Linked DNA regions of Ovis aries: region 2 is linked to region 1. Evidence: chromatin contacts called from public Hi-C data. All regions are on one chromosome and are shown on one strand. Each heading gives the region's core, a stretch centred on a gene start, on an enhancer-like site or on the middle of the called end of the contact. The rest is flanking DNA. Distances are from core to core; before and after follow the strand shown.

The links. Hi-C and Micro-C count contacts between places; a contact is called where the count stands out from the background.
Region 2: a Hi-C map of skin fibroblasts shows a contact between it and region 1, with 2.6 times the contacts expected there. The contact joins the promoter of PDE7A here to the enhancer-like site in region 1. A contact is called at or near these places in 2 of 16 Hi-C or Micro-C datasets (skin fibroblasts and tail adipose tissue).

What each region holds. Positions count from the first base shown.
Region 1 is chr9:43,108,966-43,113,522 of ARS-UI_Ramb_v3.0, forward strand. All of the region lies in intron 4 of PDE7A (phosphodiesterase 7A), which reads right to left. Among named protein-coding and RNA genes, the nearest start is that of PDE7A, 74 kb to the right of the region's middle. Within about 2 kb of position 1,421, at least 1 of the 54 cell types and tissues checked has an H3K27ac peak or open chromatin away from gene starts, as enhancers often do.
Region 2 is chr9:43,181,810-43,186,442 of ARS-UI_Ramb_v3.0, forward strand. It overlaps PDE7A (phosphodiesterase 7A), which reads right to left and starts at 3,120. Exons shown (of 14, transcript XM_060393438.1): 1 at 3,018-3,120; 2 at 2,756-2,907. The coding sequence starts at 2,893.

The sequences.
Region 1 (4,557 bases), core at 171-2,670:
GAGTTTAATTACAAATGATGGAAGAGCCATCTTTGCAAGTCGAACAAATACTGGTTAAAAGAAGAGAAACTATATTTCTAATTTTAAATGTAATTTCAAATTTCCTATTTCCTTGTAAATAGGAAAGTAACGACCAGGCAGTACAGTATGAAAGAGTAAGAAAAACAATATAGCAACAACAAAGTCCTTGCTTAGTCATTAAGTCGTGTCTGACTCTTTGGAACTCCATGGACTGCAGCAAAGCCAGGCTTCCTCGTCATAGCTGAGGGAAACGCCATGCGACAACTTCCATTCTTAAAGGAAGAAGCGGTAAAAAGGGTATGAGTTTGCGTGGGAGTTACTGTATACTTAAGACTTAGATAATCCCAGACAATAAAATCAGTATGACATAAGCTTTTAAGCTCAAAATAAACACAGAAACAGATGTTCTTTCTGTTCATATCACTAAGTATCAAAAAAGCACCCAAGTCTAACAGGGCCCTGTTAGGAAGATAAAAAACAACCCAAGTGCACATGAGGCTCTAAGGCAAAATTTAAGGAGAGTTTTGTCTGTTGTCACTGTAGGTCATCACGATAAAGACAACATGGGACATCTGATTCGACGTAAGGGCACTGGCCCGCATGAATTACGTTTATGGCTAATACAGATCATACTTACAGAAATCAAGTGGGACCTTATAAAGTCTAACTGGGAGAAGATATCCAGTTTAGTCAACTTGATGCAACAATAATATATTCAATCTTTATAATGAAGCACAAAGAAGACTGAGCACCAAAGAACTGAGGCTTTCAAACTGTGGTGCTGAAGACTCTTGAGAGTCCCTTGGACTGCAAGGACATCAAACCAGTCAATCCTAAAGGAAATCAACCCTCAATGTTCACTGGAAGGACTGACGCTGAAGCTGGAGCTCTAATACTTTGGCCACCTGATGCAAAGAACCGACTCATTGGGAAAGACCCTGATTCTGGGAAAGATTGAGGGCAGAAGGAGAAGGGGATGACAGAGGATGAGATGGCTGGATGGCATCACTGACTCAGTGGACATGAGTTTGAGCAAACTCTGTGAGAAAAACGAAGGGAAGCCTGGTATGTTGCAGTCCGTAAGGTCACAGAGTTGGACACGACTGAAAAACCAAAATGAGGCATAGGCTGCCAAAAACCAGAAACAAAAAGATGAGTAAGGCTAAAAGCCTTTGAGGCTACGATGTAGATACCTTGAAAGGTTCCCTTCGTATGGGGTGGAATAAAGTGCAAAGTGAACATAAAGGCTCAAGATAACAGGCAAAACACCTTTACATAGAATGGAACATTACCATGTGTCAGGAGTTAAAAGAAAACGGAAAACTGCATTCCTGTGGACGTGAAAGAAACATACTGCTTATATTACATCTTGCCCAATGTTGGCAGAGACACCAGGGCTTCCAGTCTGGATGACGTCAATGAGCTTTGGTGAATTCCATGAAAAGAGGGAACTGTCAAGCTGATAGCCTCGGTTACTATTTAATAATCATGTCAGAATCTTTCAAAGGAAGATCTTAGATTTTCTAAGTGTACATGTGGAGCAGAATTATAGTAATTCTTTTATGTTTAAAGAGATTAGAATTTGTTACTACAGAAGCTAAAGAGAATGTGTAACTAAAAGAATAATTTATTAAATGTAGGGACATTAAATTTAGAACAAACATGAATTTTGAAAAAATTCAATATGGAATCCATGAAGTCCAACAGTTAGAACTGGACATGGAACAACAGACTGGTTCCAAATAGGAAAAGGAGTACGTCAAGGCTGTATACTGTCACCCTGCTTATTTAACTTATACGCAGAGTACATCATGAGAAACGCTGGGCTGGAAAAAGCACAAGCTGGAATCAACATTGCCAGGAGAAATATCAATAACCTCAGATATGCAGATGACACCACCCTTATGGCAGAAAGTGAAGAGGAACTAAAAGCCTCTTGATGAAAGTGGAAGAGGAGAGTGAGAAAGTTGGCTTAAAGCTCAACATTCAGAAAACGAAGATCATGGCATCTGGTCCCATCACTTCATGGAAAATAGATGGGGAAACAGTGGAAACAGTGTTAGACTTTTTATTTTTGGGGGCTCCAAAATCACTGCAGATGGTGACTGCAGCCATGAAATTAAAAGATCCTTACTCTTTGGAAGGAAAGTTATGACCAACCTAGATAGCATGTTGAAAAGCAGAGACATTACTTTGCCAACAAAGGTCTGTCTAGTCAAGGCTATGGTTTTTCCAGTGGTCATGTATGGATGTGAGAGTTGGACTGTGAAGAAAGCTGAGTGCCGAAGAATTGATGCTTCTGAACTGTGGTGTTAGAGAAAACTCTTGAGAGTCCTTTGGACTGCAAGGAGGTCCAACCAGTCCATCCTAAAGGAAATCAGTCCTGGGTGTTCACTGGAAGGACTGATGCTAAAGCTGAAAGAAACTCCAATACTCTGGCCACCTCATGCGAAGAGTTGACTCATTGGAAAAGACCCCGATGCTGGGAGGGATTGGGGGTAGGAGGAGAAGGGGACGACAGAGGATGAGATGGCTGGATGGCATCATCGACTCAATGGACCTGAGTTTGAGTAGACTCCGGGAGCTGGTGATGGACAGGGAGGCCTGGCGTGCTGTGATGCATGGGGTCACAAAGAGTTGGACACGACTGAGTGACTGAACTGAAGTCCAACTAATTTAGGAGTCCAAAATATTATAATTCAAGAGACCAGGTGTATGGTCAACTGGACACAGAAAAGTATTTGTAAGAATATTTGGGGCTCTTAATCCAGCCTAGAAAGCTGGTCACTAAAGCCAACTTACTCAAAAGAAGGAAGCTGACAGGAGGGAGGCTCCTTGAAAGCCTGGTGAGGTGATGTGATGCTCAGAAGCAAAGAAGCTGCATTAGGGAGACCCAACTTGGGGGCCCTTTTCAGTTCACACCACTCAGCCACCAGCCTAACAACTTTGCCACTCTCTTGCTCTTTCTAATCAATCAGTTTCTCTCTCCTCAGCCTGATTTTCTCCCCCCATTACTTTTTCCTCCCAATTTTTCTTAATGTACATATTGCTCATTATTATCAGGTGCTTCAAAACTGTCAGTCTTCACAACATAAGGTAAGGAGACTATGCAGCTGAAAAATTAGTTGCACAAGGGACATCAAGAATCATTTTATAAAAGCCAGAGGACCTGAAATCTGGACCTAAGTGGAAGTAATTCCTAGACAGAGCAGGTCTGAAGGTTGGGGATCTTGTAAGAATGGGATGAATGTTGAAGTTTTTCAGTAGCTGTCAAAGAAGTGTCAATGCTAACACTCAAGTTGAAATATTTGCCAGAAACGAATCAATTGTCTCTTGAGAAAGTGCACCAAGCCTTTAAAAAAAAAAAGGTGTATATTATAAAATGATCACACGATAAGAGTCAACTGCTTTATCTGCTAATAATCCTACAGATTTCAACATCATTACAAGATTCCATGTATAGCTTTGGGGGACAGACAAGGGACAAAGAGGTTAAGTAAGAAGCACCAGTGTTAGCTCTTTGCTATCTAAACAAGTAATTAGTGATTAGCATAGTGTGAATACTCAAGGGTTGTTATGACACTTTTAATAGCATCACCAGAAACTGCTCTCAATCAGTAAGCAATCTTACATCTCTTTTTGGGCTAAATAAAAATTTCTGACTAATGTGAGCATCTGAAAATTTCAGCAGTATCTTTAATAAGTTAAGATCTTCCAAATTTCTTAATAAACACAACCCATCATATAATTTCCACTGATATGTAAGTTCTGTCTAAACTGTAAAAATGGAGGGCTTTCCTTATAGCTCAGTTGGTAAAGAATCCGCCTGTAATGCAGGAGGCCTGGGTTTGATTCCTGGGTCAGGAAGATCCCCTAGAGAAGGAGATGGTAACCCACTCTAGTATTCTTGCCATGGACGGAGGAGCCTGGCGGGCTACAGTCCGTAGGGTCTCAAGAGTCAGACATGACTTGGCGACTAAATCACCAACACCCAGAGAAGAAAATATTAGTACACAACAGTACCCCAAGGAATGTTTCTGAGCATCCTAAAATAATATCAACAATGACTTCCTTACATGAAAAATCCCATTCTCAAACCATGCAAATATGTGTGATATACATTATCTTTTGCACTATAAGGTAAGTAATAAGAACATAAACAGAGGTAAACGAAGGCTTCATAAAATTTCTTTAGTGAGCAATGATACCTGGGAAAATTTTTTTGTTTTCTTGTCCCATAGAACCAAGATAATAACACCTGGTAAGTTCACAAAGAAGCTAGCATGAACCGTCTACTTAAAGCATTAGAAATCAAGACACAACCAACCAAACAAAACCCCCCAAACAACAACAAAATCTAGTTAAGAATGAAAGCCTCTGTAGGATACATCCATTAGTTGAGGGAAGATTTAACTTTTAAAGCAGAATCTGCAACAGACTAACCCTGACTGCATGTTTACAACACACCAGGTGTTTGGGAAAACACTTCTAGCAAAGAGGATTCCTGGTCATAAAAATCCCTCCACCCTCTGTAAT
Region 2 (4,633 bases), core at 1,870-4,369, 75 kb after region 1:
GTAAACCTGAAGCCTCCAAGCCCCCTGCAAATGTGCCGTTACTTGGAAAAGGAGTTTGTCAGAACTCAGAGGATCTCCAAATCTCCTTTGGCTGCTCAGAGTCTTCTGATTTCCTGAATCTGTTAAAAAGTCTACAAACTCCAAACAAGTTTTGGATAAATGAGTTACTGCTAGACCTGGATGAAAGTCTTTATGTTGATTTCCTATTTTCAACTGAGGCTCAGTCAGTGATAACATCATTAGCCATTTACTCATTCAGCCAGTATTTACTAAGTCTCTACTATGAACTGGGCTCCAATATTAAAGTAAAAATTGAAAAATGAAAATATCGCTAGTTGTGAATGTATTTTAAAATAGAAGTACTCTAAAATAAATGACTTCTACTTAGTACCTAAGGAGGAAAAAAACAAAAACAGGTTTCCTGAAGTCTTTTCAATGAAACTACAAAACCACCTATACTTTTTATAATTCCTGTAGCTCCAGACTTAGAAACTCAAGATTCAAGGGTAAACGGAGCTTTTGATTTAACCAAATATTTACTTTAGGAGCTCTGAATAAGGTTCCAAGATTTGTCTCTTTTTCAATCTATTACAAATTCCCATTGGCCCAAAACAAATCACTATGATGTATGTTTTAGTATTAAATAATTATTGAAAAATTTGAAAATGATAAACATACCCACTCAGCACCATGGTAAGTTTAATATCATTTTAATGGCATCGCTAAGCTGAAAATTCAGGAGAACCAGAAGTTTCTATACACGTCACTTTGGGGTACAAACAATTTTTTTTTTTTTTTTTAAGTTTTAAGAGTAAATATAGTCATCTTCCCGAATGATTCAGAAGGTAAAACAATCTGCGTGCAATGCAAGAGACGCAGGTTGGATCCTGGGTTGGGAAGATCCCCTGGAGAAGGAAAATGGCAACCCACTCCAGTATTGTTGCCTGGAGAATCCTACGAACAGAGGAGCCTGGCAGACTATAGTCCAAAGGATGCCAAAGAGTCAGACACGACTAAGCGACTAAGCATGGCATGGCATTACAGTGTGACTATCCAATATTTGCTTCATCTGCCACAATCAATTTTAAAATTCCACTACCCTTTATATCTAAAGCTAGGAAATGAGCTAAGAAGGAATGGGGCTTAAAATTGGTCTCTGAGGATTAATTAAGGCATCAGGTAAAACCCCTGGCATCAGCCTTACTTGTATTAATTCCCTTGGAATCTCTGATATCATTCATTTTCTCCTTGGGGAGCACAACTAACCTTATTCACCTTTTATAATTTTACAAGTGATAACTGATTGCCTTCATTATAACATTTAGACTGAACCGGAAATGAGTATTAGTCATGCATTGCTGATATGAGAAAGGAAAACAAGTTACTACCATTAAAAACCTTTTTAATCCATTAGTATCTTTACAATTTTTTAAAATTTGGAACCTGAAAATGCTTTAAACAGTACTGTAAGGGCAGATCATGGATCTAACTTTCAAAACAACTACATAACATTATTTTTAAATGTCACTTACAGTAATCTACAAGTTGACTCTGACCTCATTAGCATACCACTTTGTCCTGTGAAAGAAGTCTGATTTTAAATAAAAACAATTCAAAGAAACCCAAATATACGCTTCTGCTCTCTCTCTCCAAACTATTTAGGCAAAGAAGCAAATGACAAATATTTACTGGACACATCTACTCTAAGAAATCTCTATCGGGTGCTACCCACTGTACCAGTAAAAAACAAAAAGAAATACAGACCGGGCTCAAGTTATTTACAATATATCGGGGGGTGGGGGAGAGATATGCTCCCATAAAAGAAGCTAATACTAGTCAACAGGAAAAATAAACATATGTGACTTAAAATGTGATCATGAACACGTAACGTTCTGGGAGCAGAAATGGAGGGCAATCAGTTCAAATGTAAACAAAATTCTTTTGTCCTCCCTATTTTAAAACTGGCGACCAAAATCAGCCAGAAATAAGAGGCTGGGCCAACAGCATCACTAGGGAGGAAAAAAAAAACGAAATTCTCAGGAGCAACTGGTATTGGACCATTCAAAACAAAGTCTTCCTGTGAGTGCTCCATCAGTAGTTTTTCTCTTAAAAATCTTATCAAATTAAAAATAAAACTGATTCCTGGCTATCAACTTTCCGGAAACCGAAGCTTTGAGGAGGCACTCTGAATACTTGTTTCTCTGACCTCACTTAGGGTCCATCAACAGACTTGAATAAGTAAGGAGACGAGCAACCGAGAATCGGCCTATTGTTCGGAGAACTGAAGGACTATCCCAGCACCGCGGGGCGCGCGGGAGGCGCAAACCCAGCACAGGTGTGTAGGGGTGAGGGGTGGCCAGGTGTGCCAGGACCACAAGTAAGGAAAAAAGAGGCCCAACTTCCAGACTGAGACGTCGAGAAAAGGAAGACGACTTAAGTCATTCCAGACCCTTAAGCCGCTGAACACAGAGGGGGTCGCGCCTGGGGAGGGTACGAAGGGGTTCCCAGAGCCCACCTGGGTTCAGCCTCGAGCAGGCCGGGGTGGGGGGTGGGGTGAGGTTTGAGTCCCGAGGATCAGAGAAAAGCCTCTCGAATCGAGGGGGGTCAGCCTAGACATCCCCAAACAACGGGAAGTGCTGGTCGGGGGGGTGAACGGCGAGGACTGGGGAGTAGGGGTCGCGGAGGTGAAGCCAGGTGGAAGGAGGTAAACAAAAGAGCAGCCCCCAAGTGTGGGGCCCCCGGCGGCGGCGTTTACCTGGGAGAGCTGCCGGGGATTGGGGCAGCCGAAGAGCGCGGAGCTGGAGCTGAAGCTGATGGCTCCTCGGCGGCTGAGGACGTGCTGGGGGACCGGCCTGTCCAGAGGCAGCACCGGCAGCTGGTAACATACTTCCATTGAATACGCCCGCCCTGCCCCCGCGCGGCGCCCGCCCTGCCGCGGCCGCCGGCCCCTGCGCTTGGAAGGGGCCGCGGCTCGGGGGCGCCGGGCCGAGGCGGGGGCAGGGCGGGCGGGCGCCGACCCCGGGCCGGGAAGCCGCGCTCACGCCTCCCCCACCCCAACACTCCGCCGGGGCCGCCGGCGGGAAGGCGCTGCTGCGGCCGCGGCGACAGTTAACGAAGACCAGCGCGCGCCCGGCTCCCGGGGTGCAAGCGACGGCAGCACCCGCCAAATCGGAGGGGAAACCCCGGCGTCCCCAGGCTGTTCGGCCCAGAGGAGAGGGTCCGGGGCGGGGGGTGGGAGGGCAGCGGAGCAGGAGCGGAGCAAAAACAGAGCAAAGCGGTGCAAGAACACACAGCTGGAGCCAGCAGCGAGACCCAGCGCGCGCGGGGCTCGGATGCAGGCACCAGCTCCGGCCGCGGTCCTGCCCCCTCCCCACCCCTCCCCCGGAGCCTGACTTCACTCCGCCGCCGGCGCGAGCCCGGCGTAATTCACACTTTGCAGCCGCGGACCCTGCGCCAACCACGGCCGCCGCCACCGTGACGTCACGACGCCGCGCCGCAGGCCCCGCGCCGCCGCAGCGCCTGGGGAGCCGGGCTAGCGGTGGTGGGGTTGAGCCGCCCTCCCTCGGGGCCGCACCTCGGGGCTCACTCACCATCCCCCTCCCGCTGCCCTCCTCCCCGACCCATCCTCGTGCTACAGCACTCCGCCACCCCGGCCAAGGCGCGTGCGCACGAGGCTCCTCTGTGTGGGGATATTACCCCCTATCGCTAAACTCTGGCGTTGGGGCGCGCTGAAGGTGTGGGGTGGGCTCCGCCTACGCGAGAGGCGCGATTCCGGCCTTTTCGCTTCGGAAAGCCCAAGCACGCTGCCCAGTCGCAGCGCTCAACCCTGACCGCGGGGTCATCGCCGTGTTTCCCTCCTTGAATTCCCATCCTTGGGGCTCACTGGGGACCGCTGCGGCAGTGACGTCGGCGGGCCGCGCGGCACCGAACTCCCCTCTACGTCACTGCCAGCACCCGGGAGGGTCGGGGTCGAGCGCTCTGCTGGCAGGTGCGGGCCCCGGGGCCGTCCCGGGTGGAGGGGCGGAGAGCAGAGCCCAGTAAAGCGGGCGTGAGGAGGGGGGCGATGGGTTGGAGGGAAAATACCCGAGACTGAGAAAGAAGAAGTGAGAGTATGCACTGGAAAAAATGAGAAGAATGAAAATGAGAAGACAGAGCGGGAAAAGAGACTGCACGCCCTTTTACCAAACGTGTTTTTGTTTCTTGGCTTCGATTTTTAGAAGGCAGGAGGAAAAAAACTATTGACCGGAGTTGTAGACTGCAGGTTTATTTTGTCACGTTTCTCCCCAAACCATGAACGCTTTTCAGCTGCAACACTTTGTTTCAAGTGCATTCCACCTCTGGGACATCAGCCTAAACCAGCTTTCCCCGGTTGGCAAAATTGCTTGGGCTCTGCTCTCAGGGGACCCATCCTTCCACTTACGTGCTATGACCAGCCACTGGCAAGGTGGCAGGTCTTTGAACGTACTGCATAGCCCGTTCAGATGAGATCAGATATCATACGCTCATGATTCCATAAATCAACAGAAGTCTGCAAAACCTTTTATCATCTTTCCACGGCATCTGTTTCTTGTGTATCACTTAAAACTTTCTATGTCTTTGCGGGTATTTTTCAACTTGTCCGCTTTTCTACTAT